3 separate regions of the Sus scrofa genome follow, and all the other regions are linked to region 3. Evidence: chromatin contacts called from public Hi-C and HiChIP or PLAC-seq data. All regions are on one chromosome and are shown on one strand. Each heading gives the region's core, a stretch centred on a gene start, on an enhancer-like site or on the middle of the called end of the contact. The rest is flanking DNA. Distances are from core to core; before and after follow the strand shown. Region 1 holds the start of HNRNPUL1 (heterogeneous nuclear ribonucleoprotein U-like protein 1). Region 2 holds the start of PLEKHG2 (pleckstrin homology domain-containing family G member 2). Region 3 holds the start of SERTAD1 (SERTA domain-containing protein 1).

Region 1 (4,359 bases), core at 199-2,698, 580 kb before region 3:
GGAGATGATCAGCCACCCCCCCCCAACACTTCCCCCACTCCACCCCGAGGCTGGCAGCCAAGTCAACAGGTTTCCTTTCACCCTCCATATCCTACACACTCTCCCCTCCCCTGTAGTAGTTACTGGACCAGCTACATACTCCTTGCTGGACACAAGGTTCTCTATCCCCCAGATACTCCATCCACTTCAAAACTTCACCAATTTGTTATCTTCTGCACCCCACCCCCAGCTACACTTGTTCTCCAAACGACAGATACTGTTAATCTAAAACCATTCAGCAGTAGCCACTGCATTATCTGTCCTCAGAGCCTTTCCAGCTCTAGACCTCCTGGTTCCTCACCCAGGGAGGCATCCTTCTCTCTGCCACCAGCCTCTGTACACCAAGGTTCCATATACCGCCTCTGGAAGTCAATCAGAAAGTCCCCAAATTGCCAGAACCAAATGCCCAGGTTGTCCCTGCCTACGGGTTGGCCTTCTAGTCCTGCATCTGAGTCCCTCACAGTACAATCGCATGGTGGTCTCCCACATCCCCTAAATGCTCCCAGGCCAAACACCAGAACATACAGTCTATTGGACCTTCCCCGGCCAGACGCCAGCACCCATCTTACATACAACCCACACTAATACCAAATATAAGAAGTCCCTGTGCCCCCCATTCAGGAGCAAACTCCAGGATCCTCCATCCTCAAAACTCTCCAGCCCAGAAAACAAAGCTCTCAACGCCTAGCTCATAGCCTGGGCTCGCACAGCTCCCAAGCTCTAAGATCATCATTTCCAAGACTCTCCTCAGCCCCCCAAATAGAAAACCTCTTGTTCTTCCGATTGTCTTCGGGTCCAGAAACCACAGCTTCCGGTTTCCGAGTCCTAGGCTGCGGAACCCTTTACAACCCCCCCCCCCGCCGACCTTCCTCATCTCCGAAACCGAGGACCCCCGCCCCCCATTCCAGGATCTCCCCTGCACCGAATGCCAGGATTCGCCCTCCGGTCGTCCCGCGGGCCTTGTCCCCAAATCCTTTTCAGCGACGGGCAGAGGCATCCCCCGATCCTTAGATCGTCTCCCCGACCTCAGGCGCCGGACTCCCGCGTCCCACAGCCCTTCCTCGGCCCGGACTCCGGGCTCCCCGGCCCCCGCCCCGCGCACTCTCACAATGTCCGTCCGGCCCCGAGTAGCCGCCGGGCTCCGGGTGCGGCTGCAGCTGCAGCCCGGGCGGCGGTGGCTGCGCGGTCCCCTCCAGCTCGGAGCCCCCCTCGGTCTCGACCTCCTCGCTGTTGTGCCCAGGTCGCCCCGGTTCGTCGTCGGCCTCGAGCTCCCGCTCGTCGTCGGGCTCCTCGGCCTCCAGCGCCGCCTGCAGCCGCTCAGCAAGCTCGGCCTTGAGGCCACGAGTGTCCAGGCCGCGGCGCTGCAGTTCCTCGCGAAGTTCGTTCACCTTCAGACGGCGCACATCCATGGCCCGGGCCCCCGGGGCGGCCCCCGAGCCCGGCCCGGCCTCCCAGGGCTCTGTCCCCCTTAAACCTTTCCTGTCAGGAGGCGAAGGGGGAAAGGGGGGGGCCCCCACTCCAATGGCGGCGGCGGCTCAAAATGGCCGCCGCCGCCACCTCCCCCTCCTCCGTGGCCCCGTGCGATGCAACACGGGTGCCAATTGGCCACCGCATGGGAGCAACGGGCGCGGGCCCAGAGACTCGACCAATCAGAGCGTGTCTTTCAAAAGAACGGCACTGAAAGGGCTTGGGAGCTACCGGGGAGGAAGCGTTGGCCTACGTCGATGCCGAAGCCGGAGCGGGAGGGCGGGAAAAGGTGAGAGGCGGAGCGCGCGGTGATTGGGTAGCGTTCGCGCGCCCGCTCCAGTAGGGTCAAATGAGGGAAAGGGAGTAAAGACCTGGACCCATCAGCAGTGAGATCTCAGAATGAGGTCCCCACGGCCTTTCCTGCGCGGTCCTTTCATCAAACTAGTGTCTCTGTAACACATATCTTGATTGGTCTAAATCTCCCGCCCCTGGAGGCGTCCAAGCGGGTAAAACCACTAGGACCAATCAAATGGAGGGTCCGCAAACCACTCCTCCCCGCCCCCTTTCAAGATTGCCTTTAGGAAACCGGAAAGAGATGAATTCACGAAGGACCTTCCCCTTGCCGTTAGGGCGGTTTCAAAACAATCTGTCCACCAATCGTAGTTCCTGTCTTATCTCGGTAAAGCTAGTACAGTTGCACCGTTTTAGGAAAACCTAGCCAGATTGGCTATTCTGGTTACGGACCGCCTTACAAACTTCGCCGTAGAGGGAAGTATACTAAACAGAGATTTAGGTACACAAATTGTTCTTAGTCTGGAAGAAACTCAGTTGCTTTTATGAAAAGCAGCTCTTTGGCTTCAGAGAGTCCTGAAGGTTTGAAAGCAGAGACAAACAACGGGGAAAAAGTTGTGAAAGAAATCTCACTCTCTCCCCTTTGATAGATCATCTCACGGGGCCCCTCTTTCCATTATCATAGCTGCGCTGACGTCTTTCTCTCCGGTTGCTATCTTACGTGGAATGGGCGCTCTGTACGCGGTCATTCCCTTTCCATGCGGAAGGGCTTCCAAAAGCTCAGGGGTCTCTACCCCAAATCATCTATGCTGATTTGCTAGTTTGGCGTCTGTATTGACAAGCTCAATACACAGATTAAGCCTCGCGCTACTAAACGCCGTAGTTTCATTATGTTTAACCCTGCACCACCTGTCGCCTCTAACTCAAAAAAACAAGCCTTCTGTAAGGTACATTATCAATATGCACAATGCAAATGCCCGCTGCTCACTGGGCTATACCTAAAGCCTACAAAAGCCACACACACCCTCTACGTAGACAAAGGCGCACACACAATACAGATAAACAAATGGTGTGTGTAGGATCAGATGCATCAATTCTGGGGATAATACACCAAACTGCAGTGTAGATGTACCTATTAAGGTCGGCACAAGCTGGAGGCATCAAAACATAAAGACAAGGGACAGTTACACTACAGGCTTACACCACAGCAACCTAGACACACAGCACCCACTCAGAAGCGGCACAGACACTCACGTGGGCCCGTAGGTTCCAGTCCAGACACCCCGCCCCTCGCCCACGTCCGACTTCCTCTCTCCTCCCAGCTTCCCACAATGATTTGTTCGAAAAGTTTATGGCCCGGATTGAACTGTTCTCGATTTTCAGGAGTCACCACCCGGGGGCGTCCGGGCGCTGCCAAGGGTTCCTCCATCCGCTGCCGGACACACCCAGGATGGTGTGTACCCGCGATGCGTGCAAAACATAGTGGGCTTGTCTTGGCAGGAGTCCCTATGTGGGCCCGAGATTTTCGGAGGCGCTCTGTGCCTGTGTTTGTAAGTGAATCTGAACGCTTGGATCTGTGAGTTCCCTGTACATACGCTATATGTCTGAATATTTGTGTCACTTTATAGTGTTTTTATCTGTGTTATTCTAGTTTCTTCCTATTCCTGGTGATTACCTGCCTGTGCATGTTTGTAAGTATGTCTGTATTTGTGTAATTTTGTGTAACTCTGTGTCTGAATTTGTGTCTCAGTATTTGTGACCAGGTGTACTTGGGTATATCCATTAATTCACGTGGCTGTTACTTTGGGGTGGGGGAGGGTCCCTGTGCTCCTGTGCTTATCTATATGTCTCTTACTCACTAGGGGTTTCAGAGAGTCTGTTTTTCTTGCTTGTCCTTCTGTCTATGTATATATGTTCTTTTCTCTTTAATGAAGGGAGAACTCCAAGACCCCACCAACCCTCCTTTTTACTGATAGGGAAACTGAGATGACAGGGAGAGGGGCTGAGTGGAGACAAGAGGAGGCAGAAGCACGGTTACAAAATTTTATGTGATCTGAGCCCCTCCGGAGGTGCCAGAGTCCATACTCTGTTCAGGGGGCATGAGGGACTGGCTCAGGGGGGGCAGCATGGCCCAAAAGGAGGGAGATTGTCCTCTGAGGAAAAGAGGCAACCCTAATGCATTGCACAGGTTTGAGGGGGCATGCCCCCACAAGAGGAAACAGAGGTGGCTAAGAAGGGAAGGGTCACACAGGCTAATTCTGTAAGGTTACCTTGGAATTCTAGACCTGTAGACCTTAAGAAACTTACCACATGTGAATCTTAGAACTCTAGTGCCTAGAACCTTAAGATTTAGAACTGTGACTTCTTGGACCCTTAACTAAAGTCCTAGAAAGACAGGATGCAGCACAGAACTTGAAGGTGTCCAAAGTTAGAAATGATTAAAACTTAGGCCTCTGGATAGTCACCACCAACTGTAGAGCCTTATACCACAGATGCTAAGGGATCCAGAATCTTGGACCAACAAAATCTAGAGTGCCTTGGAACACAGAACAGAACAACATT
Region 2 (4,226 bases), core at 1,434-3,933, 630 kb after region 3:
ACATAGGCCCGCTCTGTCTCCACGATCTCACGGGCCACACGCTCCAGCCGCGAGGGTTTTGCCGAACTGGGGTTCCCCACAGGTGACAGATGCAGGCGGATGGGGGGCCCTGGAAGGGGCTCTGGCCTGGAGGCGGGGCAGGCTGGGGCAGGCCCTGGGGCCGGGTCTCCCTCGGAGCCCACCGTGCTCAGGGACGTGGAGCTCCCAGAACCTCGGGGTGAGGCCATGGCGGGGGGTGCAGGGGCTGCTCAGGTGTGGAACAGGTGATCAGGGGGTCTCCCCAACTGAGTACGTGCGCTCAGCCCCCCCCACGCACCCACCCCGGTCACCATCTCTCCCATGGGCTCCCTTCTCCCCTCACTGTGCTGCCCGGTCCAGCCCTGTCCCCTGCCGGCAGGGTCCTCTCTGGACTGCTGGCCTCCATTCCTTGAATCCAGCTCCCCATGTCAGCCTGGGAGAACTTCCTAATCTGCCTGTGTGACTCTGTGACTCTCACAAGTATAGGCCCATTCCTGCCCTCGGGATAAAGTCCAAACTCCTCAGCTCCACAGGGCCCTGGGCAAGGTGGCCATTACCGACCTTTCCCATCTCTGCTCCCTTCCCAGGCCACACTGCGGACTGCGTCAAACTCAGCTTCTTCAGTTACTTAAAGAAGCAGCTGCCTCTCACCTGTGTGCTCACGCACACACTGTTCCTTCTGTGCGGAATACTCTTCCCTGCTTCTCTCAACTCACTCCTCCTCATCTTTCAATTTTCAGTTTAGGTGTCCCCTCTTCCAGGAAGCCTCCCTTGACCTCCCGGACTGGGTTCCCACAGCCCCCTGGGCTTGTGCCACCGCATCCTCTGCACGGGGCTCCCCTTGCTGACTAACACAGTCTGGGGAAGGGTGGGTCTACCCCCCCCCAGACTTGGAGCTCTGGACATGCAGGGCTGGGGCTGTCTCCATCAGCCTGTGTTGCCAGCCCTGCCCGGCACCGGGCCAGCTCCAGAGGGCTCCACAGGGCCTGGAATGAAAGAAGGGAGGTCCACCCCTCCCTCGACGGCTCACCTGTCCGAGTCTCACACACGGCTGCACAGTCACACTCTTCACCTCTGCGGCCGAGGCGAGGGCTGGGTTTGGACAAGCCCAGTCCACGGGCTCCCTCAGGCATGGCTGAGCGGCTTCTGCAGAAAAACCCCTTTCTTGCCTATCGGGACCCCATAGGCCTCCCTGCCCCCCCTCGGAGGAGCGGTGAGAATTAGGAGTGTGGGCTAAGACCAGGGAGGGGGCCCTGGGAGAAGCTAGTGGGGGAGACAGAGACAAAGTGACAAAAAGAGGGAACAAGGAGAGCTACCACTGAGAAAAAGATGGAAAGGGTGAGACAAAGAAGACCTAACGAGTCGCCCAAGCTATGAGTCTGGTGTGTCTGGGGCCAGGGGCTCAAGGATCCTGGGAACGTTAGGGCTCCGGCTTCAGCCGAGGGCGAGGGGCAGGGCTGGGAAAAAGCCGTGGGCGGGAGGCCGCGGGGTCCCAGGGGAGGGCGGAGCAGGCTGGGGAACCGGATGCCAGGGTCCTGCAGACGGCTCCCTCCCCCGCCGAGGGCTGCGAGTTGGGGCGGGCTGCGAGTTGGGGCGGTTGGCCCCGAGTCCTCGACCCCCTCTGGCCGGTCCCTGCGCGATCCGCTCACTGTCTCCACCGCCGCAGCTCCCCCGCAGCGCCTCCCTACACCCCTCTAGCCCCCAACTCCCGCTGGCGCCTCCGCTCGCCCCCCGCCGGCACGCCCCCTCATTGTTCAGCGGCAGCGGCGCCGCCCCCTCCCCCAGCCCGTCGGGGCCCCTCGCCTTCCCCCTCACCTCCCGGGGAGTCTCCAGCCCCAGAGCAAGGCAGCCCGGTTGCTATTCGACCCTCGCACGGTCTCCGAGGAGGAGCAGAACCGGGGCTCCCGCGTCTCAGCAAGTCCGAGGTGTGAACTTCGTGCTCTCAGGTTCCGAGAACAAACTCCGGGATCTCTCCGAAAATGGGGTGTAGTGGTCCGAATTTCTTTGGTCCTCTAAGCAGAAGATGCTGGGAGCCTCGACTCTTGAATCTCAAATTGTAGTGCTGGGAACCCAAATTCCTGAGCCTTCTAGATGGGTTCGTGGGTTGGGGGGGAGTCCGTATTCCTGAGTTCCCCTAACTCTAAGAGCAGGAATTAAACCATCTCTAGGCAGGAGTGCAGGGAACCCCAAATTCCAGGGTCCCTTTCCCTTGAAGTAGTGGGCGCTTCAGCTCTAAACAGGCTGGGTAGGACACTAGGAGTCCGTATCCCAAGTTCCTCCAACCCGGGGAGTCTTGGACTTAGCTTTCTGGGAAACTCTAGAGGGAAACTCCGGTCTGGGATCCTAAGTTCTTCGAAACTGAGTGCAGGAAGCTGGGCCTACAGGGTCGCGCGGGGCTGAAGGGGACTCCTGGCTTCTCCAGGAGGGGGCGCTGGGCACCTGGATGTCTGGGGTCCTCAAGCTTGGACGCTGGGTGGGGCCTGGGCTTCGGGGGTCTCTCGGGATGCGGTGCAGAGTTTCGGGCTGTTGGAGTCTGCGACTCTGGACCCCTCAGGCTCCAGGATGGGTGGCACGGGTCTCGGACGGTGGCGGCGCCACATCTAGGGCTGGATAGTCCGGTCTCAGCTGTGGGGCAGGGGGCGGTCGCCCGAGGCCTCCCCTCCCCCCAGCCGCCCGGGCTCATATCCTGTTCCCGCCCGCAGGGGGAGGGGCCGCCTTCCGGCTGGCCAGCCAGCTAAGGGTTAAGACCCTTCCTCCCCAGGCTCTGAATATTCATAAGAAGGCGAGTCCCAGGCAGGCTACACCCCCACATTCCAAACGCCTTTCAGACTTTTCCCTTTTACAGCAAGAGCCTTTGAGGCGTGAGAATCCGGAACTGGTAACGCGCTTTCTCCTATTGGCCAACCCAAAGGTTCCTATTTGTATATGCAAAGATGAGGCGGAGCTAGCCAGTGAGGTCACGTGGTCAAGAACGACTGAAGGACCCCGGGACGCGAGGGTGCGGCCGAAGCTCCAGTGGCGCAATCGGTTAGCGCGCGGTACTTATATAGCAGTGCAAGCGGAGCAATGCCGAGGTTGTGAGTTCGATCCTCACCTGGAGCAACTTTTCTTCATATCAGTATTTTAGAGATTTATATGTCTTATTGATCGAGCCGAACACCTACATCACTTAGAGGAATGAACGTTTCGATCTTTGCAATTTTCAAACTGGAAAGACTCCTGGGACTCTGACGATGGTCGCTAAGGGAGTGTTTTGTATTGTGGGAGGTGCCGTTCTCTTCATCGTCACCAGGGGGTGGCATCGCCTCTTAGATGCCTGGGTCTGCAAATCTCAGTTCAAGACTTCTGCACATGCCAGACTTTTGTGTCCTCTGCAAACTCTGTATGTGACACTCTCTCCTCCATCTGTCTCTGTCTTGAATTTCTTCCCTCCAGTTTTGTCGAGATATAATCGCCGCATATCATTGTATTAGTCCAAGGTGTACAAAATAACAACCTGAGATAGTGTATAAAGTATGAAATAATTACCAGAACCGTTAACATCAATTACCTCACATAGGTACTATTTTGTATATGTGTATCTTGGAGTTTTCTCTGTCCCTCCTCATTTCGAATCGATTTATTATTTTTACTTTAACAAATTCTGAAATTTGTGACCCTTGTATGTCTGGTCTCTGTTTAGAGTTTAGGTGTGAGTGATAAGAGCAGTGAACAAGACAAAGTCAAAGTCTCTGCCCCAGTATTTGACTTTCTAGTGGGGGAGGCAGATTGCTATAAAGATCTAAGTCCATTTTATATGTTAAGTGGTTATAAACAACAAACGTAATGGAAAAAGTAGAGCAACATAGGAAGGATGCGGGTTGCAACAATAGCAGTCAGGGACCATCTCACTAAGGACACATTTGGGCAGAGACCTGAAGGAGGGGAGTGAGCTATTGGGACACCTGGGGAGTAGTCCAGGCAGAGGAACAGCCTGTGCAAAGGCCCAGTGGCTGAAGCGTGTCAGACGTATCGGTAGAAGCTAGCAAAAGGGACCAAAGATGAGAGCCAGACTGGGTAAGCCGGTGAGGACTTAGGACGTTGGCTTTTATTCCATTTGACTCAAGTGTCATGACAGGTTTCCTCTGGCTGTCTAGAGGGGGAGTGTTGAAAAGTCAGGGCAGGGACCAGAGCCAGGAGACAAGGAAGGGGTTCAGGTGGGAGATGAT
Region 3 (4,193 bases), core at 1,391-3,890:
TCCTTTTAGGGCCGCAACACAGCATATGGAGATGCCCAGGCTAGGGGTCGAATCAGAGCTGTAGCCACTGGCCTACGCCAGAGCGACAGCAACACAGGATCCAAGCTGTGTCTGTGACCTACACCACAGTTCATGGCAACGCAGGATCCTTAACCCACTGAGCGAGGCCAGGGATTGAACCCCCCTCCTCATGGTTCCCAGTCAGATTCATTTCCACTGCGCCACGACGGGAACTCCTCCATATTTCTTTTCTTTCCACGCTGTCCCTTTATCCATGAGAAGAGAAACTCTGTGAGGTATAGCCAGTGATGTACCCTCATTGTTTACAACTGTACCTCAACACAGTAGGTGTTCAATACACATTAGTCAAACTCCTCAGACTCCTAGGAGCTCTTCTTCCCTGTATGACCTGGAAAGAGCCACCTGGAGACTCCTTTTTTACCAGGCCCAAAAAATAGGTTGTGAGAGAAATTATGTGAATTTGCCTAGCAGGGATCTTGTTGTAATTAGCATTTCACCTTTTTATTAGTAAAAATTTCGAGTACATAGAAGAGATGGGGAAAAAACCGCATGTATTCTGTGCACCTGAATATTCTCCCATCTAGATTTAACATTTTGTCTCCTTTATCTTCATTTGTGTATCTGTATACGTACTTTTTTTTTTCTGAACCAAAGGAGAGTAAATTGGAGACATTCTACCCCTAATATAGTAGTTCAGCAGGCATCTCTTTTTTTTTTTTTTTTTTTTTTTGTCTTTTTGCCATTTCTTGGGCTGCTCCCACGGCATATGGAGGTTCCCAGGCTAGGGGTCGAATCGGAGCTGTAGCCACCGGCCTACGCCAGAGCCCCAGCAACGCGGGATCTAAGCCGCGTCTGCAACCTACACCACAGCTCACGGCAACGCCGGATCGTTAACCCACTGAGCAAGGGCAGGGACCAAACCCGCAACTTCCTGGTTCCTAGTCGGATTCGTTAACCACTGCGCCACGATGGGAACTCCAGGCATCTCTTTAGATTAAGGATGCTCACTTATTAATCCATTTCACATCTAAGAGAATTTAAAATTCCGCGATATCATCTAGTATCCAGTCTATGTTCAAATTTCCTCAATTTTCTCAAGAATATCTCTCATAGGAGTTTCTGCCCACCCCAGCCCCCAATCATGATTGAATGCAGATTCAGATGCCTATTTGGTTTTAATAAAGAAATTATATAGTCTCTGGTATTCTGAAATATCTACCTCCCCCAATCCCTTCTTGTGTTTTCTTGAAGTTGAATTTCTGATAGGATAACCCTGTGGTGCTGTAGGCAGCCTACATTGTGTATTTGCCTGATTGCCTTCGTGTTTAATTTTTCACTCTCTGTTCCCTAGAAATTGGAGTTGGATCTAGACACTTGAGATTGAGCATCCATTGATAATCGCTGTCTGAATCAACCAGTCTAGTTAGCATTTTTGATGGCTTACTTTGGTCAAGGGCTTTATTCACAAACAGTTCTTCCCATAGGGCCTGAAGAGTTAGCAAACGAGCTACTGAAGAAGGTAAGACCCATTGTCAGTTTAGCCAACAAGTATAAAACTGCTGTCTACCTTCATCCCATCCGGCGTGTCTCCCCTTGAACTGTGCTATTACCACAACAGCCATTACTACGAAAGGACACGTTGTCACACACCACTTCCAACGTTTTGCACCAATTGTTTTTTAATCCTTAAAACAACCCTCTGGAGTTCCCGTCGTGGCGCAGTGGTTAACGAATCCGACTAGGAACCATGAGGTTGCGGGTTCGATCCCTGCCCTTGCTCAGTGGGTTAACGATCCAGCGTTGCCGTGAGCTGTGGTGTAGGTTGCAGACGCGGCTCGGATCCTGCGTTGCTGTGGCTCTGGCGTAGGCCAGTGGCTACAGCTCCGATTCGACCCCTAGCCTGGGAACCTCCATATGCCCAAGAAATAGCAACAACAACAACAAAAGACAAAAAAAAAAAAAAAAAAAAAAAAAACAACCCTCTGAGCCAGATGCTATTTGTCTGATTTTAGAGGTGGGGAAACGGAGATGCTCCTAAGAAACTAAAACATTTGTGCAAAGTCACACAGCTACTTAGGGAAGGGAGCCCAAGAAGGGGCTCCAGGGACATCCCACCCCTCCCTTCCTAGTTCCTGTAACCACAATTGAGTACACCTGCCCAGCATCTGTAGCGTCTGATATAGTGCTTTTACAGAGACGACCTTATTTTAATTTTACTAACTCTCAAGAGCTAGGCAAGAAGATCTCCCATTTAACAGACTCAGAGATGTCAAGCGTCTTTCCAAGTTCTCGCATCGAGTGAGAATTTGAACCCCGGGTCTATCTGGCTTAGAGTGTAGACCCCTGTTGGGGCTGGGTGAGTAAGAAGTTCAACTGCTGGAATTGGCGGGGCCGGGGGTAGGTGTGAGGGGGCAGCACAAGGAGAGACACAAACGCCACCCTCTACCGTCCCACAGGGCAAAGAGCCACCCCACCTTCTCTCCCCGGTTCCTTCACGAAGCTGCCCGGACATGCGCCCTGAAGACCACTTCCCCTCCTTTCGAACCTGCCCCCTATAGGCCCCGCCCATCGCCATCTAGGACCAATCCCTGAGTGGAGGGCGGGGCCTCCAGGGGAGTGGGCGGTAGCTAAGAGGAGTGGAGAGCCTGAAGTCGTGCGCTGGAGTCAGAACTCCGTCTCTCAAGCCAGGCTCCGGTTGCTGGAGGAGAGTGAGCGAGCAATGCTGCCGCCACCGCTTCCTGATTGGCTGCGGGTGGCTCCCTCTTCGTCCTGATTGGCAGTTTGTGAGCTGGGTATGTAAATGAAGGGAAGAAACCAGGGGAAAGAAGGGGTACTGGCCGCGGGGTCCTTTGGCAGGTTCGATCCCTGCGTCCGGCAGGTGCGAACCAGGGCTGTCTGGAATCGAGACGCACGGGCCTCTAAGGGCCGTCCGCCCCGGCCGGGCCGGGTGAATCACGCCGCAGCCCGGGAAGGGGGCGGAGGCGCCGGCTCTCTGGCTCCGGCTGTGTGACTCACCCGCCCCCGCCGCCGCCGCTTCGGGAGGAGTCGCCTCCACTGCCTTCCGGAAGCGAGCGGAGGCCGAGAGAGCAGAACAGCTCTCTGGGTATTCCGGCTCGCACGGTCCCGGGCGGCTGGCAGGAACGTTCACGTCCCGCGCGGCAGCATAAAGGGTCCGGGGGGGTCTGAGGAGCCGGAGTCCCCGGAAGAAAGCCGTCCTGGGGCCGCTAGGGGGCGCCGGAACACGGGGGAGGAGTCGGGGGTGGGGGCTGAATTCCTGCGGTTCCGGACTCCCGGGTCGGCTGGGAAGGAAGAGAGGACCCAGTTTTGAGTAGTGTGAGCGGTCCGTCTTAAAGTCCTGCTAGGCAAGGATCCCAGTACCCACTGTACCCTGCAGGCTGCCCGATTTAAAAAATCAGGTTGGGCCAGGGCACCACCCCGGGCAAAGTGTGGGTTCTCAAACTTCTCTCGGTGACCCCTGTGCCTATCAGGATTGTCCGGCAAGCTCTGTCCATTCTGCCTCTCAAATAAATCCTGAATCGACCAACTTCCTTCCATGGCCACTACCGCCTTTTACTCCCAAGTCACCATCATCGCCCACCCCAAGCCTCCAATGGATCGCAGTGCCACACTCTTCCAGCCTCCCTCCCTGTCCCTGCTCCCCAAAGCAGCCTAGGGGATCTTCTGGAAACCTAATCAGTCCACAACGCGACTCTCTTCCCTGCTCAGAACTCTTCAGTGACTGCCCACCACACTCACAATAAACTCCAAGCTCCTTGCCTCTGCCTCCTCTCCAACTCGCTCTTCTCCCTCCCTGCCCCCATGTCGCCCTGTGTACTGACCTCAGAGTTTTTTTTCAGTTCAAGCTGTTCCAGCCTCTAAGACTTTCTTTGCCTTTGCGGTTGTCCTTTATTCCCGGAATGCCTTCCCCCAGGTTCTTCCATGGCTACTTCCTTCTCATACTTAAGGGCTCATTTCAAATGTCACCTCAACATGCCACAGGCCCAGCCAACAAACAAACAAAGATTGTCAAAGTCACCTCGGAGGGGGAGCCTTCCCTGACTATGCTCAGATCCTTTTGGTATCTTCCTAGCACCTTCTAACACTTCCTGTATTTGTTTATGTATTGGTTGTCTGATACTATTAGTAGGCACCCCAATAAATATTAGATTAAA

The links. Hi-C and Micro-C count contacts between places; a contact is called where the count stands out from the background. HiChIP or PLAC-seq counts read pairs in DNA pulled down with a chosen protein or histone mark.
Region 1: an H3K27ac HiChIP or PLAC-seq map of alveolar macrophages shows a contact between it and region 3. The contact joins the promoter of HNRNPUL1 here to the promoter of SERTAD1 in region 3. A contact is called at or near these places in 1 of 5 promoter capture datasets (liver) and 1 of 2 datasets of contacts at active chromatin or transcription factors (alveolar macrophages).
Region 2: a Hi-C map of liver shows a contact between it and region 3, with 3 times the contacts expected there. The contact joins the promoter of PLEKHG2 here to the promoter of SERTAD1 in region 3. A contact is called at or near these places in 1 of 5 promoter capture datasets (liver), 2 of 47 Hi-C or Micro-C datasets (blood and liver) and 1 of 2 datasets of contacts at active chromatin or transcription factors (alveolar macrophages).

What each region holds. Positions count from the first base shown.
Region 1 is chr6:49,277,385-49,281,743 of Sscrofa11.1, reverse strand. It overlaps HNRNPUL1 (heterogeneous nuclear ribonucleoprotein U-like protein 1), which reads right to left and starts at 1,448. Exons shown (of 17, transcript XM_021094416.1): 1 at 1,148-1,448. The coding sequence starts at 1,448. AXL (AXL receptor tyrosine kinase) reads right to left here. Exons shown (of 23, transcript NM_001128458.1): 23 at 3,827-4,359.
Region 2 is chr6:48,067,989-48,072,214 of Sscrofa11.1, reverse strand. PLEKHG2 (pleckstrin homology domain-containing family G member 2) reads right to left here and starts at 2,683. Exons shown (of 21, transcript XM_021094371.1): 1 at 1,834-2,683; 2 at 1,049-1,164; 3 at 1-244. The coding sequence starts at 1,151. TRNAI-UAU (a tRNA gene) reads left to right here and starts at 3,028; the gene lies at 3,028-3,120.
Region 3 is chr6:48,700,895-48,705,087 of Sscrofa11.1, reverse strand. SERTAD1 (SERTA domain-containing protein 1) reads left to right here and starts at 2,640. Exons shown (of 2, transcript XM_003355914.3): 1 at 2,640-2,813.